Regions from separate parts of the Mus musculus genome. Here region 2 is linked to region 1. The links are chromatin contacts, called in public HiChIP or PLAC-seq maps. All regions are on one chromosome and are shown on one strand. The core of a region is the stretch at or near the end of the contact, and the rest is flanking DNA. Distances in the headings are between cores, read along the strand shown. Region 1 has its middle 18 kb from the start of Gm30699. Region 2 overlaps Akna (AT-hook transcription factor).

Region 1 (4,710 bases), core at 1,149-3,648:
ATTGCAGTGATAGACTGTGGCCGACAGCATCCTGGGGAGGAGTGGGCTCATGGGTTTATAGATCCCAGTCCGCATTTAATCATTAAGGGATGTCAGGACAGGAACTCAAGCAAGAGCAGAGGCAGGAGCCACAGAGGAAAGCTACCCACTGGCTGGCTCAGCTTGCTTTCTTAGACCACCTGCCCAGGGGTGGCACCACCTACAGGGACCTAGGCTCTCCCACATCAATCACAGACCAAGAAAATGCCTCCACAGACTTGCCCGCAGGCCAATCTAATGGAGACAGTGCCTCATCTTCCCTTCTCCCCAGATGACACTAATTTGTGTCAAGTTGACAACAAAACCAAACAACCCCTCCCCAAACCACCCGCCACACACAAATAAAACACTCCAAATTAACAAGCACAGCACAGCACCCCCAGGGTACCCTCACTATTAGAATGAAGTTCACAGGGCTGGTTGAGAACCGGCTAACCTAGTGGCCACAGCTGGGTAGTCACGCTGTCCTGCTAGTGAGGCTAGGCCACCCTGACCTCCCTTCACTGCCCTTCTGTACTGAAATAGACTTCCAGATGGCCCCCTAGAGAAATGGCTGCTAGAGTCTCAGAACACACAGCCCAGCCTATGGGGTTTGAGCCCTTGGAATCGAGGAACTGAGGCTGGTAGGTGGGGCTGGCAGAGCAGGCCACATTCCTACTTCTCTTCCAGTTTTCCTCTACTTGCTCAGTGCCCATGGGACTTCCAATTCACCCTGTGTAGGAATCCCCCCAAACCTTCCACTGGCTACAGTGGGAACTGTTGAGTAAGAGTAATAGGGACTGCCTTTATTTTTGCCCACGAGAGGAATAATAGCAGCACCTACTGTGTTCTGGAATGCAACAGTGCATAAGGCATTTGGCGTAGGTTGGCTTTGTCATTCTCATGATGTGATTTGACAAATCCCCACTGCAGTCAGGAGCCAGGATTCAGGAGGGCTGTGCCTAGGTTATACTAGTAGGAAGCAGTCAAGTAAATTTGAGTGGCTTTCTTGCCTCCGGACTCGCACTTGCAGCCAAGGGTTGGCCACACCTCTGGGTTCCTGTCTTCTGTGTCTATTCCTGGGTCTTTTTTTCACACCTCCTCACCCCCTATGAGGGCCCTGGTTCATAGGGTCAAGGAAGCAGGTGGCCTGTGGGGGTCTAGGCTGAGAGGAAACATGGTTTCAGGAGAACTAGGCAAAAACCATATGGGAGGACCCAGTGCCCCCCACCCCAGGCCTCTGTCTCCTTGGTAACTGGCACCATGCAGCCCTCTCCAGGCCCCTGCGAGCCTTCAAGGCTGTGGGCCAAGGCCTTGGCAGATGGCTGACAGGATGCTGATTGGAAGCAGATGTGTGGGCGTGTCTGGCTGTGGGCCCAGAGGAGCTCCACATCTGGAGCCCTGGGGCTTGGAGTGGGGGGGATGCTCAGATGGTGAGAGGGACTTAGGGTGGGTGGGACTCAGACTCACTCCCTCACTCAGACCCCAGTGTTTTAGTGCACTTGGCCCCAGAAAGAAGAAATAGCTTCAATTTTCTCTGTGTACTCTGAAACTGGTTCTAAGCCAACCGTGGTTAGAAATCAACATCCGGTCTCTTCTACATTTTTTCACATGGGGAAACTGAGGCCCAGGGAGGAGCTAGGATGAGGACATGCTACGGCAAGTGGGGTGACTCAACCTGACATGGCTGTAGCCATCTTGGTGATACTCACCATTTTCCCTGCCTGCTGACCCTGGACCTCATCTCAGGCTCCAGGGTTCAGGACAGGTTGCTGTGACAGGCAGGTGAGCCGGGGGATGCCTGGGCTGTTTCTCAGCTGAGCTTCACTTGTTCATGGCTTTAGTTTTAGAGAGTGCTGAGGGACATCCTGCTTGGCTGCTGTTCATTTCTGCTCAGCCTTTTCTGGAAACTTCTTTGTCCCACTAGTGTGTCCCCAGGATCCTTTAGTTTTGCTATTGCCTATGACACTTTTCTGTTCTGAGTGCTGGACAGACTGCACATCATGTATTCATGGGTCTGCTCTCTCTCTCTCTCTCTCTCTCTCTCTCTCTGTGTGTGTGTGTGTGTGTGTGTGTGTGTGTCCGGGCACACATGTGTGTGCACACACATGTATATGCTTATGCTTGCCTGTAGAGGCCAGAGGTCAACAATGAGTGTCTTCTTTAATTTCTCTTCACATTATTTTCTGAGACAAAGTCCCTCGAAGGATCTAAAGTTTGCTGATTGGCTAGACTGGCTGGCCCGCTAGCCCAGGATCCTCCTGTCTTTCCCCTCCTCCCTTACTGGGACCCCAAGTATGCACCTATGTGCTTGGCTTTTATGTGGCTGAGTGGGGAGCTCAACTCCGCCTGTCTGCATTGATGTATTTTACTGAGCCGTCTCCTCTGCATGTCTTCTCCACCCGTCTGTTTCACGACAACATGTGAAGCCAGCCCTCCAGACAGGAAGAGTGATACTCTCTTGAATGGCTGAGAGAGAAGTGCACAGAATCTGTGCAGCCCTGCTATTAACACTGCAGAGTTTCCCGAGTCTTACTTCAGTGCTTATCTCCTCCTTGGGAGACCCTCTGCTCCCTGCCAAGCCACAGGGGGATTGTGGGCATGGCCTCCAACCCTGGGCCCTCAACCACATTCTTGGGATTGCTGGAGGGAGAGGCCGGGGCTGAAGCTTTGCGGTTTGCCTCTGTTTCCTGTTAGAAGAGCTACTGAGGCTTAATGTCACCGTTCATACCTCATCGGAGATCCAGAGATGACAGTCTGTCAGCCTCTGTCTGGATGCCTCCCGGAGGGGACACTCATCACCTCATCCACATGACCTGCCTGCCCCAGTCAGTGCTTATGCTGAGAGCACACTTGAATCCAGGTAGGGCCCTGACTCCTTGTCAAGGTCCCTCCACATCTCAAGCTATACCAGGCTGTTCTTCAGCTTCAGGAGTGGAGTGAACCCCCGAACTGCTCCTTCCACCAACCTGGTCCCTGAGGCCAAAGCTCAAGAGTTCTGCCTCCAGAGACTGTGAAGTACTGCCAGCAGGCAGCCCCTCCTCTTTGACTCTGGCCAAGCCACACGGGCTCCTGGTGCCTGTGAACTACACAGTTCTGGGCCATTCTGCTGAAGGCTATCTCTCTTCTCACTGGGAAAGGGAAGGCACCTCTGGCTCAGACTGGAAGTCAGCAACCAAAAATAAGGAAAGCTTCTTTCCAAAACTCGGTGTGTATCTCAGATGACACTTTTGTGTCTCTGGGGCTCAGTTTTGTCATCTTCAGAATGGGTGACGATTCCTGCTCAGCACCTGCGGGCTGGTATAAAATTCAATGGCAGCTCTGAAAGTGAACGCCTTGCGGGTAAGTGCAGGAGACAAAGGTAAAGATAGCTTAGCGACAGCATCTCAGGCAGAAGAGGCCCCAGGAGAACCCAGGCCCCCAGAATCCTATTCACAGGAACTCCTCTCCACACATCAAGCCTCAGGTCAGGTCTCTAGAAGACTCCAGGCAGATGTGCCTATAATCTTAAGGTGCCTGTGTCAAAAACATCACAGACCACAGCGTCCTAAGACAATTTCAGGGAAAGATGAGGTTTTTAGAACAATAGGGCAGTGTGGTGGTGAGTTTTAGAATCACCTGGGAAGGGAGTCTCAGTGAGGGATTGTCTAGATCATGGAATGGCCTGTAAACATGTCTGTGGGGGATTGTCTTTATTGCTGAGGTGGGAAGACCCAGCCCACTGTGGGTGAAACCATCCCCTAGGTGGGGGTGGGGGAATCTTGTACTATCTAAGTGTAGAGCGTGTAGAGAGTGAGCACAGGCATGCGCACACTTATTCCCAGTCTGTTCTTGGATGTGATGTCACTGGCTTCCTTACGTCTTTGCTGACTTTCCCACTGTGATGAACTATAACCTGGAACAGTGAGCCAAGGCAAACCCTTTGCCCCCACATGCTGCTTCTGACAGGATGTCTTACCACAGCAACGAAAATGAGACACAGCCACTCAAAAATCACTTTTAAAACCTACTGCAAGACAGAAGGAAAAACTGTCGTAGGTTTTGAATAAAAACAAACAAACAAACAAAACAAAACAAAACAAAACATGGCTCGGAGACTTCCAGCCAGTGACCAGCTGTATTTTCCTCCATCTCTGTCCCTGGTTCCTTCTTGCTCCAGCACAGGCCGACTTCCTGTTGTCTGTGTTCTCCTGTGTTGTTCAGGGACTGAGGGAAGCAGCGGTGTGGCCCTGTGGTGGACAACCCAACCCAACCAACCAAACTCCCTGTGAAGCCCAGGTCTTCTGCATCAAACCACGCCCTTCTCATTGATCCCACATTACCTATTCACAAAACCGGGTCCAAGCTCACTGTGCTGCCCAGGCATGGCCACTGTCGGTGTCAGTCTCACGGTCCTCACCTTCTCACACAGGCTAGTATTAGAATGTACTTTTCTGAAGAACTTGGAGCCTGTTTGGCCCACACTCTCAGGCAGCAAAGCTTACACTGAATAGAGTTAGGGAGTTTTCAAGTTAGCTCTGAGCAGGCAGCTGCAGATACGGCCCCTGGGAGGCCCCTGGGAGGCCTAGCTGCTTAGTTGCTTGAGTTTTCATCAGTCTCCCAGATAGATTCTGAGACCAGACTTGGGTCTCACAGGCAGTGAGTGATGGATCAGGGATGACAACGCCCTCTTCTACTTGTGGTGACCATCAT
Region 2 (4,710 bases), core at 1,138-3,637, 630 kb after region 1:
GTGTGAGGACTAACTGGGGCCATATGTGTCCATTTCAGGGTCTACAATGGGCTCAGGGAGAACACTGCTCACGCCACAGAACCAACAGGCCAGGTGGCTGAGCCAAGGCTCTCCCTGGATGGTCCCCAGGGTGGACCTAAGGTTCTCCCTCCATGAGCAGGGGGATGCTTAAAAGCCCTGGCTCCTTCCCCAACTCACCTGTGGCCTCAGAGGCCTGTGGATCCTGGGCAGGGTCAGGCCACCACTCTGCTACTCTGGGTTGCGGGATAGAGAAGGATAAGACCTTGCTTCCTTGTGGCATTGACCCCGAGCAGAAGCTCTGACTGGGCTGTGGTGGGTCTGAATACAGGTGCACCTGAGGAAGAGGGAGGCAGGGAGGGAAGGAGTCAGACAGGGCGAGCTCACTGCAAAGAGGCCACAGCGCATCTGTTATCCAGGCTTCCTCCTTCCTCCTTCCACCACACAGGAGCCCCATCCTTAGCCTGGGAATCACGAACACCACTTTTCAGTGGGTCCTACACTGGGCGGAGGACTTAAAAGCCGCCTCCTATTGTCTTTCCAGAGGTCCTGAAAACGAGGCAGGTAGGGATGACTTTCCCTGTTTTTCTTTTTGTAAATTCGTCTCTCCTACGATATATCCTGACAGCAGCCTTCCCTCCCTCACTCCTCCCAGTTCCTCCCCCCAGTTCCCCTCCCGCACAGATCCACTGCTCCTCCGTGTCCCTTCAGAAAAGAGCAGGCCTCACAGAGATATCAATGGAACACAGCTTAACCAGTTACAATAATACAAGGAACAAACTCTCATATCAAGGCTGGCGAGGCAACCCAGTAAGAGAAAAGGGGTCCCAAGAGCAGGCAAAACAGTAAGAGACACCCCCCACTCCCACTTTTAGGAGCCCCACAAAAAACCCAAGCTAAGCAACCATAACATATATGCAGAGGACCTAGCACAGGCCCATGCGGGCTCCGAGATTGACGCTTCAGTCTCTGTGAGCCCCTACGAGCCCTAGACTCCCAGAAGTTAAGTGCCACAAGAGATCACCAGCTAGCTCTTACACTGGTAACAATAATGGTTACTAGTGATGGTTATTATATGTGTGTAACACATATATGATAATCATTAACGTTTTAATGAAATATTTCCAATAATAACTACATTGATAATGATAAACAGTAAATAGTAGATGGCTGTCTGAATGAAGGAAGGAGATGTTACGTGCACAAACAGAGCCTTCTAGTTGTGCTCTGACCTTGAAGATGGTGTGGGAAGTGTGTAGGGAGGGGGGCAGCTGATGGGGGGGGGGGATACACTGGAGCTCAGCAGGAGGGAATCCTGGTTCCAAGCAGGGGTGTGAACACAGATGGGGAGCCAGGGTCTGCTTTTGTATCCAGGGGCTCCCTGGCTGCAGGCACATCTGCCATCGTGTGCCACCAATGGCAGCTTTCACACCGTAGCAGCCAAGCTGGGCCGGCCCTGACAGAGGTTGTGGAAACCACAGCTGAAAATACTCAGTCTGGCTTGCTTGGCTTAATGTGTGCTCCAAAGTCAGAGGCCAGGCACCGACTCAGGCTCCGTCATGATACACCTCAGTTCTGGAGTGGATGGCACAGTTGGCATCACCGTGCATGAAGTCAGTGTAAGTAAATGGTAGCTCTCACCTGGCACTGTGAACTGTGATCGTCTGGAAGAGACTGTCCCCAATAGCTTTGGAATTTGAATACTTGGTCCCAGCTGGTGGCATTTTGGTGGGGGGGGGGGGGGTAGGACTAGGCGATGTGGCCTTGCTGAAGGAAGTGTATCACTGGGGTGAGCGAGCGCTGAGGCTTCGAGTGCCACACGCAAGTCTCAGTTTGCTCCCTCTGCTTTCTGCTTGTAGTTTATGCTGTGAGCGCTCAGCTTGCTGTTCAGACTGCCAACTGTGCTTCTCCACCGTGATGGTGATGGACCCTTGAGCCATAAACCCACCTAACTCCCTCCTTCTGTATGTTGGCTGGTCATGGTATCTTATCATAGCAATAAGAGAGTAACTAATACAGTCACCAGCATCTCCACCATCACCATCCTCCCTGTCGTCAGCGCAACACCAATAGTACCATCACCACATCACTCCCATCAGCACCATCATAGTCTTCACCATTACCGTAACCTTAACCATCATCCCTGTATCTTCAACATCCTCCCTATCCTTATGTGAATATGGCCACCGTGAAAGTGGACCAGTAAAAAAGATACACTCCTATGATGCCTTACTACCCATTTAAGAGCTCAGGTGGGCTATCCTGACTGCTCTCTGCCACCCCATGATCGGGACTAAGCAGCTGAAGATAGGCCTGACTTAGGAGTTCCACAGCCTTCAGACAGGAAGCCCCTTTGCATAAGCTGTTCTTTGAAGCCTGGCTGTCTCAAGTGTAATTTGGTGACACTGCCTCCCCCTGCCTGAGCCTCCCTAGCTGAGAACAAAGCTGGATTTTCATAATCCTCTGGGCCATCTGCTCAGCTTCGCCTGTGGGGGCCTGCCTATCAACACCCTTTTCTTCCTGAGGTGACCCAAATCCCAGGGGTGGCCCTGCCCTCTTGTGTTCCCCGCCCACTGTGCCAAGGCCCCACCTGAGGAGCAGCAGGAACCTGGCAGCTTCCAGATACAGAGGATGGAAACGAGGGAGACAGAGCCCCAGGACTGTGAGGCCCTGGCCATCCAGAGGAAGTAGGGAGTAGGGAGGGCACTTAGCAACTGCTGAGCCGTAGGGCCTGTGCCTGCCATGACCTGCCATTCTGGACAGACAGTGACACTGCCATGCAGTGACACTCAGAAGCCCTAGGGACTCTGTGCAGGGTGGACCAGCGAGTTTGGGAAACATGGGGTTAAACCTATGAGTATTCTGGGCACAGATGGGGTCTCAAGCCTTTAAAATGGTAATGAGCTCTATGAATGGGGCAAAAGGGGTGGGAAGAAAACACAGCCGCCCTCGCCCCCCCCCCCCCATATACACTGAACCCCATCAGGAGCTTCTGCTCCAGAGTGGCAGCAGAACACACTTCACGAAAGGTGCTGACATCATCCCCAATTCCTTTAAGGGTGGCTTCTGTCTCCTCACCGGTTTCACATCCCCCTAAAGCCGAGACAGGAGCTGGGAGGAAGTCGCAATAGGACAGCGAGTGGTGACATCACCACAGATTCTAGAGTCAGCACACAGAGTAAAGCCCACCCATGACTCCTAATTAGTCCTGGTCCCCTAGCCCATGCTCCCCAGACTGTGTGGTTCCTAGACGCTCCTAGATCTAAGCTCGGCCTTCCCTGGCAGTTTTTCTGGCTGCAGATTCGGTGAGCGTTGCTGGCTTGGCTTTGTCAGAGTAAGTGAGCCATGGGCCCTGCAGCCAGTGTTCAGGGTCAAAACCTAGCTCGGGCACCTCTACCTTGTGTGACCCTGCTAGGTTTTATGTGACAGAGAGGTTATCTCTGTGCCCAGTTGTAAATGACTTAGGATAGCAGTTAACAGAATCACCAGTGGATATTCTCCTATCACCATGGCCTGCCTGTCTGTAGGCTTGTCCCACACACCATGCTGGACCAGATCTAGGGATCCCAGACCTGAGGAAACTATACCATCTGCAAAGAACAGACAGATCCACGGGGACGTGCCACCTTTGTGTCTCACACTTGCTCTAGGACACTCACAGCTTAGCCTTTTGTCTGCAAGTGGAGGGGACACCCTTAGTCTGGGACTGGATTCTGGTTCAGCTGATGTTGGTCTCAGTTCCATCGGACTGTGGTTCCCAGTTCCCCACCACAGAGGGTGTATTCCAGCCTGGTTCCCTCTTGGGTGGGCCCAGCCCTGCCCCCTACATTGTTCTGGGCTCTGGCCAGAGCCTCAGCAGGTGCTAGAGAAGTCATGTTCAAAGATCCCTGTGAGAGACAGGAAGCCGATGGGATCCAGAACCTCTCATTCAGGTTTCTCCTAATTCAGGTCCGTTCAGGTGGACTTTGTGGAGAACATCTTCTGGTAGAGAACATGGAACTCAGAAATTGAAGCATCTGTGGGCCCTGATCCCCTGTTCTCCCCTGCAAGTTGGGACCCTGAGCTGTGCCCCAGTTACTCCCAAAATGGCAATGAGGCTGGGGTGGAGGGAATTATGGGCCATTTTCAGTGCAATCACTCGAACAGAACTCACTCTTTTCTTGGGCCAAAGAGTTATCATTTCAGAGAGCAGCAGAGGGAGGCTGAACCATCCAGCATCTCCTACAGTTTATCCTGGGAGCCCTCTCTGCAGCTCTCCCCAGGCCTGTCCTCAGACTCCCTCTCAATGCTCGGAGCTCTGGGTCACCTAAAGACATCAGTGGGAGTTATTGTCTTCCAAAAGGTCTGCTCACAGCCCCACAGATGTAACCCAATAGATGTGTCTAGAAGACCATGTGGGAAGGGTCCTGCCTGCACCTGGCAGGGCCACAGGCATGGAGACAGGCAGGCCCTTTTCAACTTCTTGCTAGGATAGACTACACCCGTGTTCCCCAAAAGTGGCTGAAGGCATGAGGTCAGCACATGACCGGGGGACCTCGGAGTGGGAAGCACTCTGCAGAAAGGTGGGGTGTCCTCTTTCTAGGGGGACAACCAGAGCTGGGGGAAGGGAGGTACATCTTTATTCAGCAGCTGTCCTGCCTCCTCTCTGCAGCCTGTTTGAGCAAACAAGGGTCTGAGGAAAGCAGGAAGTGC

What was found. HiChIP or PLAC-seq counts read pairs in DNA pulled down with a chosen protein or histone mark.
Region 2: a contact with region 1 is called in an H3K27ac HiChIP or PLAC-seq map of thymic regulatory T cells, with 2.9 times the contacts expected there. The contact joins two enhancer-like sites. A contact is called at or near these places in 2 of 115 datasets of contacts at active chromatin or transcription factors (microglia and thymic regulatory T cells).

Annotation. Positions count from the first base shown.
Region 1 is chr4:62,754,378-62,759,087 of GRCm38.p6, forward strand. No RefSeq gene overlaps it. Among named protein-coding and RNA genes, the nearest start is that of Gm30699, 18 kb to the right of the region's middle. Within about 2 kb of position 2,399, at least 136 of the 459 cell types and tissues checked have an H3K27ac peak or open chromatin away from gene starts, as enhancers often do. A contact at or near this core is called in thymic regulatory T cells, where this site is marked.
Region 2 is chr4:63,386,799-63,391,508 of GRCm38.p6, forward strand. It overlaps Akna (AT-hook transcription factor), which reads right to left. Exons shown (of 22, transcript NM_001045514.3): 5 at 199-355. It overlaps Aknaos (a long non-coding RNA gene), which reads left to right. Exons shown (of 4, transcript XR_003955426.1): 2 at 1-582; 3 at 1,393-1,637; 4 at 1,878-4,710. Among named protein-coding and RNA genes, the nearest start is that of Gm52742, 6.2 kb to the right of the region's middle. Within about 2 kb of position 2,388, at least 122 of the 459 cell types and tissues checked have an H3K27ac peak or open chromatin away from gene starts, as enhancers often do. A contact at or near this core is called in thymic regulatory T cells, where this site is marked.